Regions from separate parts of the Mus musculus genome. Here region 2 is linked to region 1. The links are chromatin contacts, called in public HiChIP or PLAC-seq maps. All regions are on one chromosome and are shown on one strand. Each heading gives the region's core, a stretch centred on a gene start, on an enhancer-like site or on the middle of the called end of the contact. The rest is flanking DNA. Distances are from core to core; before and after follow the strand shown.

Region 1 (4,689 bases), core at 928-3,427:
CAATGGTTAGAAAACTAGATACTGTCAGGGTATTTGCTGCTCAGGGAAGTCTGGACAGGGGCAGCCTGTCATCACAAGAGCCCAGTATAGCACACATGTGCCCCATTAGCCATAGTGAAGTTTTGAGTGGATGCCCAGAGAAGTGATTACAAAGACATTTGAGGGACATCCTGGTTAGGGCAAAGGGGCTGGCGGTGTCCCTCCCTTCACATCACTCCGCCTCCCTTCGCATCTCTTTCCCTTTGTGATTGTCCTCTGCTCAGCTCCAGCATGGCTGGAGTGGGGCTGGGCAGAAAGGGGATCTTGAGAGGCAGGCAAGTATGTACCTGGTGAACCTTTGCTAAAAAAAAAAAAAAAAAAAAAAAAATCTCTTCTGATGAAGTTCTTTGCCCTGAACAGTCATCAGAAGAAAGGCTTATCCAGGACTTCAGCAGGGTTCCAGAGTGTTAGATCAGAGTCTATCATGACAGGGACACCACAGCAGCAGGCAGCCAAAGCATGAAGCCAGGAGACCACACTTTCAAATAGCATAGCTCAGGTAGTCTAACAATGCCGGTCTTACAGCGGAAAGACCGATACTCTGGAATTGCTCAGACCACAAGAGTAGATGTCTTAGCAGATCCAGGCTGTGCTGGAGTCCTGGGAGACTCCTGGAGAGCTGCTGAGTTCCAGCCTACATTGGAAGAAGTTGAGCTTAGTCCTGGCTGTAGCGACTGCGTAGATGGGCATCTCGGTGAGAATGGGGCAAGCTGGCCAAAGGGAAAGCTTCCCTGCACCCAGTCCTGGACTAGAAGGTGGGATTTCCTCCTTCAACTAATCTGATGAAGAAAACCCTTCACAGGAGAGTGCTGGACTCTTGGGGTCTAGTTGGTTCTAGATGTAGCAGAGTTGACAACCAAGATTAGCCATTACAAGGGGCTTAAAGCCACGGTATCTGTGTAGCCATTGTTGAGTCAATAGTACATCTTCACCCATGAGAAAACAAATGGGCAGACAGGACATACACAGAACAAGACATTTGTAGCTACTAGAAGTAATGAAATAGATGCAAACACAGCAATGTCTATGGGCCTTAAAATGTGCCAGACAAGTAGGGAGCCCAGTGGGTGGAGATACCTGCCTATGACTCGAACAACATGAGTTTGATCCCAAGACCCACAGGATGGAAGAAGGAAGCTGATTCTAGGTTTTCTTCTGGCCTCCCCATGTACGTACACACACACACACACACACACACACACACGATAGATAGATAGATAGATAGATAGATAGATAGATAGATAGAGATAGATAGATAGAAATATGTAAACAAACCCTGCTTTGAGAGAGGACACAAGACTCTAGCCAACTATGTTTTGTGTGTTTTTATTAAAGCATCACAGAGAGCTAAGGATCTATCATTTAGTTTAGAGCACACAGCATTTTCAGGCCCCTGTATTTCATCCATGTCCTTAGAAAAGGAAATAAAGAAAACCAGAGACGGCACGAAACAATGTATGCCTCATCCAGACTCGTACAGAAACGAGGTGGCGTCAAGCAGGGTGCTCAGACTGCCGATGGTGAGGGAAGAACAAAAGAGACATGGCTCAGAGGGAAATTGGAAAACAGAAAAGCAAAAGCGGATTGTGCAAAGGCTAGAAAATGCTCTCAACACCGGAGTGCCTGTGTTCCAGCCTGTGGCACCTGGGGCCCAGCCGAAGAAAACAAAACAGGGAGACAGGCTGCCTGGGGTTTGGCTGGGAAACTGCTTTCCAAGCTGGGAGCAGTGTGAGTGCAGTCTGCTTGCTTGGAGGAAACTAATTTTTCCTTGGGAGGATGGGGAGTCAGCCTAGGAAAGAGATACACGTGCTATCCGGGACATTGAGGGCCTCACCGCAGGTAAATGTACCCTAAATCGCACTAAAATATTCCCTGCTAGTCCAATGTTAGGGTCTGTGCGGAGCTGTCTGTGCCCCAGCCCCATCCATGGGACATAACGAATGTAGCTTTTCCATCCCGCTGCCAGAGGCCAAAGTGACCTGGGGAAAGAGGTGCCCACACTGTGCTGAGCAGTATGGCTGATGTTACAGACAGGAACAAGCCAGCTGCAAAACTCAAGAGGCCCAGAGTGGGGAATCTGTAAGAATCTGCTTTGAGGCAGAAAAGCCAAAGAGGCCTCTAAGCTGGGGGGTGGTGGCACATGCCTGGAATTCCAGCGCCTGGAGGCAGGAGAGTCACTTCAAGGCCATCCTCATATACTTAAGTCAGTGGAATGAGCTTTAGAAAGCCAGGCTGGAAGGGAAAACAAAGGACCCACGTGTGCACCAAGAAACGCAGTCCCGCTTGATCATGGACTCAGATTCAGTGTAGGATAAAACTGGACCTCCATGTGTGAGTGGATGTGTGTGTTGTGTAGATCAGAGGACAACTTGTGAGAAACCAATCCTCCCCTTCTGTGGTGGGCTCCAGGGATCAAATCAGATTTGCATATCAAGTTCCTTTATGCTCTTAACTATCTTGCCAATCTTATCACTTTTTTAAGGCAGTGTTTTCTGAAATGTAAAGGCTAGAAAAGTCCCAGACATGCACTCACGGGTGCATGTGAGAAAGTGAAAGGATGGGCTTGGCTGTTTTTCCTCAGCTGTCCACCTTGTTTCTCAAGACATGGTCTCTTATGGCCTGGAACCTGTTGGGTAAGCTAGGCTTGCAGACCAGTGACCTCCAGGGATCCACCTGCCTCAGCCTCCCCAGCCCTGGGATCACAAGGGCAGACCGTCTGGACCTAGTCTCACCGTCCTGCTCCTGTCACTTCTTTAGCTTGTAGTGGCTCCTACCTGTAGCTCCAAGTTCTTGGAAGGATAAAGAGGCCTGCCAGGTTTATGACCAGCCTGATCTACATAGCAAGATGCGGGTCAGCCTGGGGGTACATAGTGAGCCTGTCTCACAAAAGGACTGTCTATAAATGCATCCTCACAGGAGGGTTAAGAGTGCAAGACCAAAGAGCGCAGAGCATGCTGGGCTACAAGGGGTTCAAGTCTACACACTGAGCAACCCAGTGTTTTATACTCAAAAAAGTATAAAACAAGTGTGGTCAGGTGTGGTGGCACATGCCTGTAACCCCAGCATATGGAAGGCTAAAACTGGTCCAGGAGTCTGAGGCCAATCTGGGCTACATGAGACCCCATCTGAAAGTGGTGTTGGGAGAACCAGGGGTGAAGTCCACTGAACAGGTGGCCCTGGGTTCAAGGCTCAACACTAGTCCCATTCTCTCTCTCCCATCTCATGAGTATTTGGTCCCCGGTTAGTGCTGCTGTTTGGAGGGGCTTAGGGGGTGTGCCTTTGTTGGAGGAATGTGTCACTGGGAGCTGCAGAGGGTTTAAGGACTCACACCACTCTGTCTTTACTGCTTGAGGCTCAGCTTCTGCTCTCAGCATCTGATCGTTCACGGCGCTTATCTCCGCCATAGAAAGCAATCACAGGATCCGACCCCCACAGGCTTCAGAATTCCAGAATCCGTCTCCACGGACACTGAAAGATAACAGGCCACTCCAAATGTATCGACCCCATCAGTGATTGATCAGACTGACCAGGAAGTCCTAACTTGCCCCACTTAAAAGATCCAATCACACACTGAATATTTTGAAAAAAAAAAGTTAAAATTTATTAATAATAGTTAACATCACATGGTTAATTCAACTAGTTCTCTACTGTACATGATGACAAAACGCTCACTAGACCGAGTGCCCAGGGATATGAGATGAGTCAAAGGTTCACTGAAGATCACACAAAGCAGCATTAGCAGAGAGAGCTGTCAACCTAGTGCTGGCAGTAGCCAGCCTAGTACTAGGAACACAGCACACTGTCTCATGCTCTGGATTGAAAGCCAACTTCCTTAAAAGTTAGACACACACACACACACACACACATACACACACACCCCTTTTTAAAAAAAAGTCCTTTCCTAGATGGTGCTTGATTTTAAAGTTTAAAATTCAAGATTCGAAAATTTAGTCAGAATCCATTTGTACTCCGTGGCTACCCTCTAGTGCTGCACACATCTATAGGTGGCTACCCCCTAGTGCTGCACACATCTATAGGTGGCTTCGGCTTTCAGTGGTCTGCTTCGGTAACTGCAGGTTGAGGGAGCTACACCAGACAGGCAGTATCAGGCAGGAATCACTCGACCTTCCCTCTGGGCATCCCGGGAGGACCTGGGCAGCCTTCATTTCACTGTACACCAGCTTGTTCGGTTGTAACTAGGCTCTGCTCAGCACAAGTCTGAAAGATGTTCAAAACATGGCTGCCACGATGCTGAGCTTTCTCTTGGTCTTTCTCTTTTGACCCCCGTATCTTGTTTATTAGTGTTACAAGGCTGTTTCCTCTTTATTAAACCTATCCAGGTTTAACATTGGTGGTCAATTTAATATTTTGAAGGGAGAAGTGAACTTTTGAATTCAGAGCGAACCGTGTTGGTAGAGCAGAGAACAGGACATTGGTGTCTTCCCGTTCTTCAAACAGTCTGGAATAAATAACTCGTATAAAAAGGCTAGTCGGCAGCTCGATGCAGCTCAGTCCAAGGAAGCAGACAGACAGCGTGCATCTCGTGTAAAACACGAGACACACCGGAGGTGGGATCTGCTAGGAGGGCAAATAAATGTACAAACACCCCGAGACGCCCCTGAGGTTTGGTCGAGTTCTCTCGATGCTTCA
Region 2 (4,689 bases), core at 1,466-3,965, 130 kb after region 1:
GATGGCCTTCAGTTTCTGACCCTCTTGCATCTCTGCAGGGTTGGGATTACAGGCATGACCCATTCTCGTCAACGCATGATTGGATGGTAAGCAGAAAAGTTCCTCAACTTGCCAAAGACCTCCCTATTTCCATAGTTAACCTCTGAAATCTCTCACCATGCGCCTCCACATTTCTTCCTCCCACTGATACCAAGGTAGAAGATCAGCAATGACTTTTGTTCTCCATGGGAAATGACTCCACAAAGGTGTATGGCGAGGTGACAGCATTCAGAGGGGAAGCACAGAGATGTGGAGCATCCAAAAGAATAAGGATTCCAGCAAGGCGTGGTGGCTCACACCCATACATAATCCCAAACTTGGCTCAAGAGCCTGTCACAGGTATCCTGAATTCTAGGCCAGCCTGGGCTGTACAGTGAGACCCTTTCTCACAACAAAAATGAGGGTGCTACCAAAGGGAGCAGTAAGAAGTGGGGCCCCAGAATGGTTGTCAGGGGAAAGTAATGAAGATATAGTGAGTATATAGGGATGTAGTGAGGAAACTTAGGAAGAGAAATGGATAGTTTATCCAGAGCAGGGAGTTTTGCCACCCCCAGCTCCATGGGGACACACAGGCAGGAGACTTCACAACTGGGATGTGGTCTCCAGGGAATGAGAGGGGTGGAAAAAGACAGCGTGTCCAGTGTCTCCTGCTTCACGTGGACACTGCTGCACTAGGGCCAGCATGACCACCGTGAATGTGAGCCAGGCCTGGCTGCTCTTCCCAAGGTCAGCCTGCAGACTCTGCTTACCCAACCACGTGGAAATGAATCAGGGCCCCGCCAAGCTGCATGGGGCATGGGTGTGGGCTAGAGCCCTGGATACTTACACACGCCTAGAGAGCTGAGGTCATCAGACTCAACACAGCTGTCCTGAGAAGGCCAGGATTGACACCCAGTCAGACACACACACACACACACACACACACACACACACACACACACACACTCACACACACACACACACACACACACACACACACACACACACACACACACACACCATAAACTAAACAAAGAAAAACAAAGAAGGCAAAGCAGCTATAGCAGGAAGGGTTTTATTGGTTTTGTTTAGTTTGGCTTTTGTTTTTTGAGACAGAATCTCTCTTAAGTCTAGGCTGGCTTTGAACTCATGATTGTTCTGCCTCTGTCTTTTGAGTGCAGGGATTAGAGGCATGTGTGGCCACACACACACCACCACCACCACCACCTGTCACCTGCAGTAACTGGGAATCCTTACTGTGACTGCAATGGGAGCTGAGATGAGAGCTCAGATCCTGGGAAGCCATAAAAGACAGACAGCAGGCTTGGTGGCCACCTGTAACTCTAGTAGTCAAAGGCAGGGGACCATGGCAATGTGGATAGCTACATTAGACAGAATTGGCAAGGTCTAGGCTCAGCAAGAATCCCTGCCTCAAGAAATGAAATGGAGAGTGATCTAGGAAGACATCTTGCACCAATACTGAGCTTCCGCGGGCACACACACAGCCTCACATACATGTGCACCCATGTGACAAAAACACATGCAAATATACACACACACATGAATGCAAAGGACAAACAGCCTCTGAGCGGAAAGCAGAAAGACTCGTGATTTCTGCTGAGCTCTCCTACGCCCTTGCACCCTTCCTGAGTATTCTGCAGGGCACCACTGGAGCAGACCGAGGTGGAGAACCATGCCCCGTGGAGTCATCACTCTGGGCTTTCCTGAGTGTGGCAGTTCTCTATTCATATACCCAGTCACAACACAGGAGGGTCAGGGCAACTGGGCCGCACCCTGGGGCTGGGAGGAACTCTGAGCAGGATGACCTACTAGCCCAGCCTGATCCCAGCTATAAGCCAGGCCAGTAAGGCAGGGTGTCAGAAGAGCTCCAGCTGTGAGAGACAACAGGGTGAAGCCAGGGCCAGAGCCAGAGCGGAGGGAAAGGAAAGAGCATCAACAAAGCAGCCGCCCAGAAGCACAGCCAAGCAGGGTATCTATCGTGGGCACTTGTAGTGTTGCTCTAGAGTTTAGGAGGGTTCTCAGATCCGTAGCTGGGGAACGGAGAGATAGACAGCCACAATGAGGCCAAGGCCCTAGAAGGTCACCAAAAAAATGACTCAGGGACACAGGTCCAAGGGAAACATCTGGGTATTGCCTTGGATCTTGGAAGGTAGCCCTGAGTCACCATGTTAGATGAATGAAGGCAAAGAAGATGCTTGGTCCAAAGGTATAAGGAATATGGACCAGATGGCTGCCCGGGTGAGGGGTAGGGGCGGGGGACCTCGGGGACAACCACACGGCTAGGATACTGAATGAATTCAGATGGGAGGGAAGGGATTGAACCTAGAGTCTGTTTTCTGAACCTTCAACTGTACAACCAAGGTCTCTCCCAAGCCCACACAGTCTTTGTCCGATGTGAGCATGGTGTCCTACTACGCAGCAGTGATACCTGGGAGCTGCCACCGTTGGGAAAAGCTCTGCTTTCTCCTGCAGATGCAGCCCACACCTGGGCACATAGCCACGGGCAGAGGGTGGGGGACTTGAGGGCCTACTAGGTCAGCCTCTGTGGCAGTCCACACGCTGCATACCTGTGTGTGGACGCCCGAGCTCAGCTGCCGCCCTGTAGGGAGGACTGCCACAGCTCAGCTGCCGCCCTGTAGGGAGGACTCCCTAACTGATTCTTGTTCACAGGGGTTGGAATTTCAAGAATGGAAACTAGTAAAATCCCTTCCCCACCCTGCAGTCCCCAGGCCAGAACTGGAGAGAGGCTGATAAGCTGAGCCGCAGCCCGAAGGAAGCTAGAAGCCTGATCTGCAGGTTAATGGACAACTACCAGTACTTAAACATGCATCTCTCCCTCATCCGTGCTCCCCACCCACAGGACTGTACCCTGATTCTTTGCCCATCTCCTTTTTCTCCTGGCCCCTCTACTCATTGCTCCTCACTACCACACACACACACACACACACACACACACACACACTGGCATGTATCTGAGAGTCCTGCATGATTTCATCTCAGGCAGGCCCTTCACAAATGAGAAAAGACAGACACACCAGGAAGCCTCACACAGTGTCTCAGGGCATGTGGGGCGAGTGGGTGCTGGTTGTCTGGGTTCCCATCACAGTCCCATACATTCCCTGCCTCCGTGAGACACTAAGTCGTTTTACCTCCCTGTGCCTCAGTTTCTTTGTGTGTGAAATGAGGGTGGGGATAGCTGCTGAATGTGTGAGCTGGTTGTTTAAGTCTGTAAAAAGGCTGCGTAGGTCTAAAATAAAATAAAATAACACACAAACACTTCAAATAGTGCTCAGTATGAACCAGGGCTTCCAACATAGAGGATTCTCCTTCATAACCTTATCTGGAACTACAACCAACAATCTGTGGAACCCCCTCACACCCTCTTAAATAACTCATTCATTAGTCCGTTTTATCTATCTATCTATCTATCTATCTATCTATCTATCTATCTATCTATCTATCTATCTATTATCTGTATTTTGGCAGTGCTGGGGATGAAATCCAGGCCTTTAAACTTACAAGGCAAGTGCTTAGCCACATCCCATGCCCTTTCTCTGTGAATGCTTTTGTGTGTGTGTGTGTGTGTGTGTGTGTTGAGTGTGTGTGTGTGTGTGTGTGTGTGTGTGTGTGTGTGTGTGTGTGTTCCTGTGAGTATATGTGAAGAGGATGTGCATACTGTGTACATCTTAACCTCAGGTTTTACTCCTCAGAAGCTGCCCCTCTGTTTTTTGAGGCAGGGTCTCTTGCTGGCCTGGAGCTAGCTTCACAAGCTAGGCTGGCTTGCTGGTGATCCAGTAATCTAATTGTCTGGCCTCCGAGGCTCTAGGGGGATAAATGCATGGGTCAAAGCTGTGAGTTCTGGGTTTCAAGCAGGTCCTTTACTGACTAGGCTCTCATATCCTCTCACTCAGCTCTTTTGAGACAGGGTCTCTCTAGGCATGCCAGAACATGTCTGGAACTCAGTATGTAGCTCAGCCTGGCTTCAAACTCTCAGGATCCCTCCCTCCCTGAGCTTCCTACGTGCTGAGATTACAGGTGTGCACCACCACACCCAGCCAGCCAGCATCTCACGTGGTACAGTAGCCCTTTTATGAACTCACACAATAGGTCAAATTATACCACCTCACCTCGGAAATGCACTCACTCAGAGGTGTGACTTGACCCCACATGGCAGGACTCAGATGGCTAAGTCATCAGAGAATATGGCCAGAGATGTAATTGACCCAATGAGAGAACAGGCGTTTCAGACTGGACTGGACAGTTAAGGAACAACTGGCAAATGGTGACTGACCACATAGGGATATAGGCCAAGTCAACTTTACCTTCCCACTTTTCAATAGAAGTCCCTAAATACTGATATTTAATTGTGGCAACTCGTTTGAAGTTCTTTTTGTTCTTACTAGTTTTGTTTTTCAAGACAGGGTCTCTCTATGTACCCCTGTGACCCTAAAACTCACTAGGTAGCAGGCTGTTTTTATCTCCTGAAGGCTGGAATTAAAGGGTTGCACCACCATGTCTAGTCCCGGTTTTTTTTTTTGAAGTTCTTGAATATACTGCGTGGGCCAGACCAGGCCCAGTGGCAAATGGCTAGCTTCCTGTACTCGCCAGCTGCTCTCTCTGGGGGACACCCCAGGAGCCCACGGTGCCTGC

What was found. HiChIP or PLAC-seq counts read pairs in DNA pulled down with a chosen protein or histone mark.
Region 2: an H3K27ac HiChIP or PLAC-seq map of trophoblast stem cells shows a contact between it and region 1, with 15 read pairs. The contact joins two enhancer-like sites. A contact is called at or near these places in 5 of 15 datasets of contacts at CTCF or cohesin (CD8 T cells, the NIH/3T3 cell line, pro-B cells and 1 more), 24 of 484 Hi-C or Micro-C datasets (the AML12 cell line, B cells, the Ba/F3 cell line and 16 more), 12 of 115 datasets of contacts at active chromatin or transcription factors (CD8 T cells, the HPC-7 cell line, T-cell acute lymphoblastic leukemia and 8 more) and 3 of 9 other capture datasets (adipose tissue, embryonic stem cells and liver).

What each region holds. Positions count from the first base shown.
Region 1 is chr6:82,721,409-82,726,097 of GRCm38.p6, forward strand. It overlaps Hk2 (hexokinase 2), which reads right to left. Exons shown (of 18, transcript NM_013820.3): 18 at 3,617-4,689. Among named protein-coding and RNA genes, the nearest start is that of Gm32480, 8.5 kb to the left of the region's middle. Within about 2 kb of position 2,178, at least 82 of the 459 cell types and tissues checked have an H3K27ac peak or open chromatin away from gene starts, as enhancers often do. A contact at or near this core is called in extraembryonic endoderm stem cells and trophoblast stem cells, where this site is marked.
Region 2 is chr6:82,853,731-82,858,419 of GRCm38.p6, forward strand. No RefSeq gene overlaps it. Among named protein-coding and RNA genes, the nearest start is that of Gm32591, 25 kb to the left of the region's middle. Within about 2 kb of position 2,716, at least 45 of the 459 cell types and tissues checked have an H3K27ac peak or open chromatin away from gene starts, as enhancers often do. A contact at or near this core is called in extraembryonic endoderm stem cells and trophoblast stem cells, where this site is marked.